Linked DNA regions of Ovis aries: region 1 is linked to region 2. The links are chromatin contacts, called in public Hi-C maps. All regions are on one chromosome and are shown on one strand. Each heading gives the region's core, a stretch centred on a gene start, on an enhancer-like site or on the middle of the called end of the contact. The rest is flanking DNA. Distances are from core to core; before and after follow the strand shown.

The links. Hi-C and Micro-C count contacts between places; a contact is called where the count stands out from the background.
Region 1: a Hi-C map of omental adipose tissue shows a contact between it and region 2, with 2.1 times the contacts expected there. The contact joins two enhancer-like sites. A contact is called at or near these places in 5 of 16 Hi-C or Micro-C datasets (hypothalamus, muscle, omental adipose tissue and 2 more).

Annotation. Positions count from the first base shown.
Region 1 is chr2:74,659,769-74,664,975 of ARS-UI_Ramb_v3.0, reverse strand. No RefSeq gene overlaps it. Among named protein-coding and RNA genes, the nearest start is that of GLDC, 40 kb to the right of the region's middle. Within about 2 kb of position 3,180, at least 34 of the 54 cell types and tissues checked have an H3K27ac peak or open chromatin away from gene starts, as enhancers often do.
Region 2 is chr2:74,560,599-74,566,181 of ARS-UI_Ramb_v3.0, reverse strand. GLDC (glycine decarboxylase) reads left to right here. Exons shown (of 25, transcript XM_004004372.6): 16 at 3,038-3,113. Among named protein-coding and RNA genes, the nearest start is that of GLDC, 59 kb to the left of the region's middle. Within about 2 kb of position 1,856, at least 3 of the 54 cell types and tissues checked have an H3K27ac peak or open chromatin away from gene starts, as enhancers often do.

The sequences.
Region 1 (5,207 bases), core at 1,931-4,430, 97 kb before region 2:
ACATTATATACTCATATGAATCCCAAAAATGTTTTTAAATGAAAAAAGCAGGATACAGAACATTATGTAAAATGTACTGTATGTGTAAAATGGAGAAAAAGGAAAATAAGTGTATTTGTATTTCTTCCCAACTAGTTATCCCTGGGATAAGGTGCCTTGGGAACAGAGCAAATAGGTTATGAGGATGTAAAACAGATTTTTCACTACATGCATTTTTACATTTCAAAATTTGAATCATGTGAATAATGTTTTCATGTTTTATAATAATAAAACCTTTTACCAAACAGGTTAAAAATAGATTAAATTTTTAAAAATCATTATAATTCTTACCTTTAGTGGCAGAAGTTCTGAGAGCAATTCCTTAGAATAAAGTTCACTTAACAATGAAGAAACAGAGAAGGCAATGGCACCTCATTCCAGTACTCTTGCCTGGAAAATCCCATGGATGGAGGAGCCTGGTAGGCTGCAGTCCATGGGGTCGCTAAGAGTCGGACATGACTGAGCAACTTCACTTTCACTTTCATGCACTGGAGAAGGAAATGGCAACCCACTCCAGTGTTCTTGCCTGGAGAATCCCAGGGACGGAGGAGCCTGGTGCGCTGCCATCTATGGGATCGCACAGAGTTGGACACGACTGAAGCGACTTAGCAGCAGCAGCAGCAACAACAATGAAGAAAAAGCAGGAGGTTCGTTTACAACATCTTCCAATAATGTGATAAGAAGTACATTGAACGCATTATTCCATGATTCAGAGTGACAGAAGAACACTGAACTGCAGCCCTACAAACAGCATTAGCACAGGGCTCCCAACCTGTGTACTGGACAGATAAATTGTGTATTTTATCTTTTAACCGTATATAGAGGAGTCACTCATTCAGTCAGTAAAACATATTCCACCATAGGCTGTATATTGTCACCCTGCTTATTTAACTTATACGCAGAGTACATCATGAGAAATGCTGGGCTGGAAGAAGCACAAGCTGGAATTAAGATTGCCGGGAGAAATATCAATAACTTCCCTGGTGGCTCAGACAATGAAGCATCTGTCTACAATGCGGGAGACCTGGGTTCGATCCCTGGGTCGGGAAGATCCCCTGGGGAAGGAAATGGCAATCCACTCCAGTACTATTGCCTGGAAAATCCCATGGACAGAGGAGCCTGGTATGCTACAGTCCACGGGGTCGCAGAGAGTCGGACACGACTAAGCGACTTCACTCAGATACGCAGATGACACCACCCTTATGGCAGAAAGTGAAGAGGAACTAAAGCGCCTCTTGATGAAAGTGAAAGAGGAGAGTAAAAAAGTTGCCTTAAAGCTCAACATTGAGAAAACTAAGACCATGGCATCTGGTCCCATCACTTCATGGGAAATAGATGGGGAAACAGTGGAAACAGTGTCAGACTTTATTTTGGGGGGCTCCAAAATCACTGCAGATGGTGATTGCAGCCATGAAATTAAAAGACGCTTACTACTTGGAAGGAAAGTTATGATCAACCTAGATAGCATATTCAAAAGCAGAGACATTACTTTGCCGACTAAGGTCCGTCTAGTCAAGGCTATGGTTTTTCCACTGGTCATGTATGGATGCAAGAGTTGGACTGTGAAGAAGGCTGAGCGCCGAAGAATTGATGCTTTTGAACTGTGGTGTTTGAGAAGACTCTTGAGGCTCCCTTGGACTGCAAGGACATCCAACCAGTCCATTCTAAAGATCAGCCCTGGGATTTCTTTGGAAGGAATGATGCTAAAGCTGAAACTCTAGTACTTTGGCCACCTCATGAAGAGATGACTCATTGGAAAAGACTGATGCTGGGAGGGATTGGGGGCAGAAGGAAAAGGGGACGACCAAGGATGAGATGGCTGGATGGCATCACCAACTCGATGGACGTGAGTTTGGGTGAACTCCGGGAGTTGGTGATGGACAGGGAGGCCTGGTGTGCTGCGATTCATGGGGTCGCAAAGAGTCGGACATGACTGAGCAACTGAACTGAACTGAACAGAACTAGACTGGTTCAAAAAAGGATTTGCAACAAGATAAAGACAAACAGGAAATTATTTTGTTTATTTTTAAGCATTTTCTTAAAAATATTTTTCATGACATTTGAAATGATCAAACAGCCTCAATGGTTATTTGCTAAAACAGCAATTTTGCTGTTGCATGTCTGAAGCAGAGACAACTTCACTTTAAAATGGTCTGCTTACTACTAATAATAAAAAATACTCTTCTTCTTGAAGGATCAGGTTTGAATTGTTTGGTTGGTAATGCCAAGGTAACATAGAGATTAATATATGTTTCAATAAAACAGCAAACCTAATAACCAGAGGAGAATTTTTTTTGAGATTTTGGAAGCATTCATTTAGATATAACTGGAGAATATTATGTCAAATACCATGAAAGGAGCAGATGAGATGTGACAGGTCCAATAGTAAGCATCCAGGGTCGGTTAATACCAGTGGACGGTAGTGAAGGATCAGTCCTATTACCATGGTGTGGGGATGGAAATCAAGGACTATGCAGGGGTTTTTTGTTTTTGTTTTTAAACTTGGCAGCTAAAAATCTAAAAGATCAATTTATGTTTATACTTTATATACACATAACGGCCATGGGGCAGGTCCAGTACGGGTGAAAGATCAGCTTAGAGTTAAGTCTCGGGGGATGCAGAAACTGATAGAAATCCAGAAAGAAGTCCCCTGAACTCCAAAACACGTTAGCGGAGGAGAGGGAGATGGTTGTTCTCCTTCGAATGAGGTAAGCCCCCGGGACACCTAGGGTGTCTAGGACTCTGACTCACTCCTAAGAAGTCCCAAAAGAGAGAGAAAGTAACAGTGACGTGGCCGAATGCACGGAGTCACTAGGATGCGCGCTCCCCGCTCCATTTCTCTTGAGAACACGGAACAGAAGCCCGAAACCCTGGGAGTGCCTCCCGCCTAGGGCACTCTTCCTTCCACCCTCAGGATGGGGATCACGATAGTCTCTTAGCAGATGCGGGCGAGGACGTCTTATTCGATTCCCTGACCTCCAGTTCCATGACAACCTTCTCCGCAGCCCAAGAGAGGCAGACAGGCGGGCGCCCGTCTCTGCACCCTGGAGAAAGAAATGGAAGTGTGGTTCGGGTGACAACGCAGGCGACTGGTGTGTGCTGCGTAGGACGTAATCCTGCGCTGCGCATGCGGCAAAGCAAGGGACCCAAAGCCGCGCGGAGACAGAGGCACAAATACGCCTGAGGTAGCACTCTCCATCGCAAAGACCCGGCTACGCGGTATCGCGTGGCACCCGAGCCAGCCGTCTGGCACGTGATCCCTTGGCGGCGGCGGCCAGTAGTTACACTTAGACGGTCTCATGAGCCTCCGATGGTTCTCAGGCCTCAGGTCAGCTTCCATTACCTTTAGGTGTACCTGAACTGGCGCCGTCCTCTCAGTCCTCCTTGCTCCTGGGAGATGGGGATGCCCCCTCTTCCTAAATGGGAACGATGTTTGAGCAGGCGGGAGAAACAGGTGCGTAGGGCAGCGAGCGGAAGCCCGCACCCACACTCTATGAGCAGAGTAGCCACGCGTGTCCCACAGTGCAATAGGCTCCGCTGCGGTCCTGCGGGGACGCTGTCTTGTGGTGCCCTCGGAACACGCTTCCAGGGCAGGGGATATGGGGGCCCGACTCTGCCCCGAGTGGTGTGTTTTTTCTCCCATGGCCGGCAGTGACCACGTATTGTGCGCCTTTGCTTCAGTTCTGTGGCCGAGGGCCTCCGCAGTCTGCTTCCCGGAATACAGAAGTCCCCCGGAGGTACCGCTTTTTCCATATGCAGGGGAAAAAATAGTTCGCAAACAGATTGAAAGAGTAGTCCAAAGCGTTCCCTCTAAGAAGACTCCAGGCCACCCAGGCTTCCTTCTCAAGTTAAACCAAACATTATAAGGAAAACATAATTCCCAATTATTTCCCCTGTTTTCTTTCTTTATAAAAATTTTTTTAATTGAATTACAGTCAGTTTACAATGTTGTGTTAGTTTCAGGTGTCCAGCAAAATGATTCAGTTATACATCTATATCTATTCTTTTTGAAAAGAATTGTATATTGTTATATACTATTGAATAGTTTGCTGTGCCGTACAGTAGGTCCTTATTGTTTATATATTTTATGTATGGTAATGTGAATCCCAGACTCCTAATTTATCTCCCCCTCCATCCTCTTTGGTAACCCTAAATTTGTTATAGCTTTGACTTCCACATTAATCAAACAATTCTAGAAAAATGGACAAAAACTGGGAATACTTTTTATGAGGGTTAGTATAACTCTGATAGGAAAACTTGACAAGGAAAACAAATTGAAGGAAAATAACAGTTTCAGTTTTACTCAGAAATGTAGGTTTGAAAACTGATAAGCTAAATATTAGCCTAATTTAGTATTGGGCTCCTAATTACATAAGGAGAATAACACATTATGTGCATGTTAGATTGTTTTAACATCAGGATTCAAGTATTAATTTATTAATGGAGATAATATCTCAGTAATTGTAGAATAAATATTTTTGAATCAAACACTCCCTGATAAATGCTCATGGAAAGCCAGTGATGGAAAGGAAATTAATAAAAGGTATCTGCAGTAAACCATATACTAAACATCCTATTTTAGCTGCAAAACATTTAAAGCTTTATATTCCTTTCATTGCCCTGTTGATGAACCTGGGACCTTTGACTCTGGATCTTGCTGATTCCATATACATGAGCCTTTAAGCATATTTTTCTGTCCTCTCTGTTGCCTGCTAATTGTGCACGCAGGCCTGCTCAGTCCTGTCTGACTCTGCAACCCCATAGGCTGTAGCCCACTAGGCTCCTTTGTCCATGGGATTCTTCCAGCAAGAAATATTGGAGTGAGTTGCCATTGCCTCCTCCAGGGGATCTTCCCAACTCAAGGATTTAACATGGATCTCCTGCATTGTCAGGCTTTAACCACTGAGCCACCTGGGCTTCCCATCTTGCTGATTGGAGCTGGGTTATTTTATGTCTTGAAACATAGTAGTCATAGTTATTTTGTAACCTGTATCATGATGGTTTTAATGTCTGAATTATTTTCAGATTCTTTGCTGCTGCCTGATAATGTCTGCTGTGAATGGTCTATGGTGTCTAGTTTCTCTGTCTCTTTGCTTTATAACCGTGGTGGGGGTGGGGGGGACACATTTGAGGAAAAAGTATTTGTGGCTTATTTCAAAGAGGACTTT
Region 2 (5,583 bases), core at 607-3,106:
AGCACATTTTTAATACCTTTTGACTTGTATCAATACAACATCCCACTTTGACTGTTTTAAATAAAACATGCTACTGTTTTCTCAGTTCAATTATAGTATAATTCAGCATGAATTTTGGCGACTTCTAGGGCTTCCCTGGCTCAGAGGGTAAAGCGTCTGCCTGCAATGCAGGAAACCTGGGTTCGATTCCTGGGTCAGGAAGATCCCCTGGAGAAGGAACTAGCAACCCACTCCAGTATTCTTGCCTGGAAAATCCCATGGATGGAGAAGCCTGGTAGGCTACAGTCCATGGGGTCGCAGAGTCGGACACGATTGAGCGATTTCACTTCACTTCACTTCAGGATTCACCCTAAGTCATGAATTGTAGCATATTCTGCAGTCATGCAAAATGGGTTCTATGTTAACTTTTTCATAAATTTAAAAACCATGCAGAAATTTAATTTTTATTTTATAGTAGATTTACAATGTTGTGTTAGTTTCAGGTTTATAGCAAAGTGGGTCAGTTACACATATACATATATCTGCTCTTAAGATTCTTTTCTTATATAGGCCATTACAGAGTATTGAATCGAGTCCTCTGTGCCATGCAGTATAATCCCTTGGTTTTGAATAGATGTCAGAAAACCACTATCCTAGCTGCCCTTCCACATGTAGTACTTTCCTGATGAGTTCTCATCTGGGTTATGCAGATAAGCAGATACTATTCATAATGCTTTTTCACCAACAGGTGGCACTAATAATTCCCTTTATTTTCATAGTACCCCAGGAATAATCCTTATGGAGGATTTAGGATATATCTTTTGCGCTTTTTGGAACATGACTGATTTTAAGAACATCTAAGCCGGGAAACATCCAGCATTTCTGATCAAGTCTTTGGCATACTGCCTTTCTCTTAGATTGCTGGCTCCTAGCTCCAGTCTCTTCTTTCCTTCTTTGATTGATCTTCCAGCACAAGATGAGTAGAAGTCATGAGAAAAACACAGAAGGAAATACAAAATCCATTTTTAAATTCATTTTTCGGAGAAGGCAATGGCACCCCACTCCAGTACTCTTGCCTGGAAAATCCCATGGACAGAGGAGCCTGGTAGGCTGTAGTCCATGGGGTCGCTAATAGTTGGACACGACTGAGCGACTTCACTTTCACTTTTCACTTTCATGCATTGGAGAAGGAAATGGCAACCCACTCTGGTGTTCTTGCCTGGAGAATCCCAGGGACAGGGGAGCCTGGTGGGCCACCGTCTATGGGGTCGCACAGAGTCAGACATGACTGAAGCGACTTAGCAGCAGCAAATTCATTTTTATTGGAGTATAGTTCATTTACAATGTGTTAGTTTCCACTATACATCAAAGTGAATCAGTTATACATGTAAATATATCCACTTTTTAAAAAAAATTCTTTTTCCAAATAGATCATTACAGAGTATTGAGTAGAGACAAAGTCCATTTGTTGAAGTCCTTTTCCATGGGCGAAATGATGACATTAATGTTGTCTGGACTGAAGAAGAACTCAGTTTTGAACAAATTGACTAAACATGTATTGCAGAGCTGCTCCATGCCTAATACTAGTCTATACATTTTCTGAGGTCAAAAAAAAAATTATAAAATGCTTGGTGGTGACAGCAGTAATGGTTCTCATTTACCTGTGGTTTGTCTATGCACCACAGTGCCTGGCAGATAGGAAGTGCTTAATTACTGGAGCAGCTTACACTTACCATTATTCCTTAGCTCATCTATTCTCTTCTGTTGCTCTGTGGCACCCACGCTGTGGATTCACCGCTTCCCTTTATTCCTCCAGCCAGACTCCAAGCCTTGCACCCCCGATGTTTTCCTCTGCTCTGTCCTCTTCTCATGCTGAGCCCTAAATCGTCAATCCTGCCATCTCCTGACACCAAGCCATCAATGTCCCTATACTAGTTTGCAGATATGTCATATTCAACTGGTTCTATCCCACCATTTTCTCAAAAAAATGTTTTCTAGGGCTCAAGTTTAGCTTTTCATGTAGAAATAAAACAATTTATCTAGTTTATTCTTAAGCCTTGTTCTTTTTTAGAGTATGATCTCATTATTACGGGGTGACCAGGAGGGATGAATGCCAAAACCACTGGGCATTCCACAGAGTCAAAAGATGGTGTAATTTTGTGAAATGGAGGAAATATGCATTTTGAATGGGATTAAAAAACCTATTACTCACTTCCTTTCCTTCCTGCAGAGAGTACTGAGAACATTAAGTAACAGTTTATGATTGACTCAGCACTCCTCCCTGGAATGTTAGTCATTAAGTGTGCTCTAAAAGTGGTGCCTTCAAGGACTGCTGAGATGGGTATGGCCAGCCTCTAGCAGCCGTGACTATGTGGGGCCTAGGAAAGCTGACCCCGAGTCTGTCAGGAATGGTACCACACTCAATTACACTCAATTAATTGTACTCAATGTACAATTCCTTTGCAGTATAATCGGATCATTGCCTAATATTTAGTGATATTAAGAAATTATTGTTCATCATTTTAAGTGTGATAATTGCAATTATATTTTAAAAAATAATTCTTACCTTTGAAAAATACATATTGAAGTTTGAATTGATGAAATGATATGATGCTTGAGTTTTGCTTCACAACAATCTAGTTCAGAGTGAGAGGGTTAGTGAGGGATATAGGTAGAAACAAGATTGACCATAATCTTTTAATTTTTAAAGCTGGGTAAGAGGCACAATGTGGTGGTCCCTTACATTCTTCTCTCTACTTTTGCACAGTTTTGGAACTTTCCATAATGAAAACGATTTTTTTTAGATGCATGGTCCTGAGCGAGGGTTGAAATCCCATCTCTGAGTAGGAATGGGTGAGCTATAGTGCACATACCAGGTGTTGTTCTGGTTGTTCGTGGAATTCGGCTCGTGCAGGGGTCCTAGGTGAGCTTACTGTTTTCTAGGAGGGACTTTGTGTCACATGTTGGTGAACCTACAGCCCGTACCTGATGAATATTGAATGAGTACATGAAGGCAGAGAGGCATAAAGCACTGACCCTCTTCTTCCTGTCTTTGCAGCGGAGCCCAGGGGGAATACGCCGGGCTGGCCTCTATCCGAGCCTACTTAGATGCGAAAGGAGAGACACACAGAACTGTGAGTATGAACCATTTGCTTACCGCTGGAGTGGGGTGGGGGGAGGGCAGTGGGTTCAGTTTTAGGGTCCCTTTTGTTCTGTGGGATACTCCCTCCAAGTCTTCTTGGAAGAAGTTGGGGAAACATATAATCAAGAAACAAATGTCTATGAAGTGGCTATTATGATCCTTGCCTCTAAGACTTTTCACTGGACCATTTTGAGGGAAAACGTTTTGAGGTAAAAGGCTTCTTAGACCCAGTCTGTAAAAGTTAGCCAGTTGGCTGCAGAACTGCTGCCCCCAGGGAGCAAAGGGTGGAAGGGGAAGGAATGTTGCCATTCCACGTCTCCCTCCTTGGCTCAGCCCTGGCCCCAGGCCTGGACAGAGGGCAGAGACCGAGCTTTCATTCTTCTATAACTCCTACTGTGCCTGAGCCCAGTTCTTGCCCTATGTATGCTCAAAAAATATTTATTGAATAAATAAATTCCTTATTAGTGATTCTCAGCTCTCAACAACAAAAGAAGACATGGAGCAGAGTTCACGGTTCTGTTTCATCGTTTGCTTTGAGTTAGAGTCTAGTCTCCAGGGTCCAAACTGCTTTTGGAGGCCCTTGTGGGACCAGCAGGTGCTAATGGGCTCCACAGACCTCCACTAATCCTGAGGCAGTGCCCTTAGCAGATGACCTAAGAACACAGGCTTCAGATTGTGGCCTAAGGAGGCCTGTGTTCCTGGTGGTGGCCACGCTGACCTTGAACTTCATGAGCTGTGGAGATGGTATTAGTAGGTAAGAGTCAGGAGCAAGTCACAAGCGTCTGCCCAGCCCAGGAAGTTTAGGGAAAATGGGGCCGGAGTCCTTCTGGCTGCACACAGAAGTAGGGTGCAGTTGGTGGTAGCCCCGTCTTAGTCCATTCCTAGTTTTATTAAAGCTGGAAGATTATTTATGACTAGTTACCTGGATTTTGCAGGGAAGAATTTAAATACTAGTTTACTTTCCTTTCACAAAATGAGAGGAAACACTTTTTTTCTCCCACCTTCTTGATATTGCAACTTTAAAATTTTTTTTCACTTGGGTTTGAATTCTTCGATTTTCTAAAGAAGGGTTAGTTTGAAATTAAAGTTGTTCTTTGGACCTCAAAATCTCAGTGCTTTCATAGAGTCAGAAAGGAGATGTTGGGATTCTGGTTGTCCAGTGAGAGGCTACCAGATGACTGACATTTAGAGTTGCCTTTTCTATTTTTCCTCTGTGGCTTCCTTGTACTGAGTAGCCCCTGGTTCATGCTCTTTAACCATGAAGTTTCTGGGACTCCAGGAGAGGGAGCCATTCATTCTGTGTTACCATCTCCGTGTTGTTCCTGCTTTATGGGGAAGCCACTGGGATCCGCACTGTGGTGCTTGTGGTAGGCCTGTGACCAGCTAGCGAGAAAAGGCCAGCTAAAATCCAGGTTCTGTCTACTCTGTGACACTTCTCATCCTGCACTGGTTCCTAGTTCTCCAGGCTGACCCCAGGAACTGTACGTTAATGTCGAGGAGTTGGGGGCCAAACCAGAAAGGTCACAAAATAAGGATGAGAGACTGGGCCTGGGCAGAGTTCTTCTAGGTTTCCCTGGTGACTCAGAGGTAAAGAATCCACCTGCCAGTGCAAGAGACCTAGGTTCGACCCCTGGGTCGGTTAGATCCCCTGGAGAAAGAAATGGCAACCCACTCCAGTGTTCTTGCCTGGGAAATCCCATGGACAGGGGAGCCTGGCGGTCTACAGTCCACGGATCGCAAAAGAGTTGGACACGACTGTGCGGCTAAACAACAGCAGCAACAGAGTTCTTCTACGACGCATGGATTCTTCTCAGCTCTTTTTCCTTCTTTGTTTTTTCCAGTCCTCCCTTCTATCTCAGTCCCCTTGTGTGTGATGCTTCTCCTGGCTCCCCTGTTCACATTGCTATCACTGAAGTGTTAGGAGAGGTTATTCCACTGAAGGACAGGGAGGAGTGGGATGCTGCATTTTGAGGGTGGGTGAGGGAGGCAGGGACGACGACCCAGTCATTGAGCTTGTAGAAACAGAACCCTCAAGTTTGGAAATGTTGGCATCCTAAAGATTTTAATTAAACCTGACTTTTTAGTTAGAGAAGAAGAAAATGATTTATTATTCAAATAATCATGGAGGATTTTTCTGTATCAGAGATGTCCAAGACAGCTGCTCCCATATAATAGACTATAACAGAAACTAGTAAAATATATCCTGTTTTGCAAAAAAAAAAAAAAAAAATGTGTAGGGAAGTCATGCTATAGAACCTCCTGGATTCCTGATGATTTTCTTATTTCAAACTGTTTTGGAAGTTATTTTCACATTTGCTCTTAGGTTAAATTTCAGAGGTTCCTAAAATGCAATGGCCAAATTCTTGATTTACCAGTTTAATTTGGGAGACTACAAATTATTTAAAAAACACTTATGTAAAAATTGCATGTGCCAGGCACTATCCTAAGCACTTTATAATTAT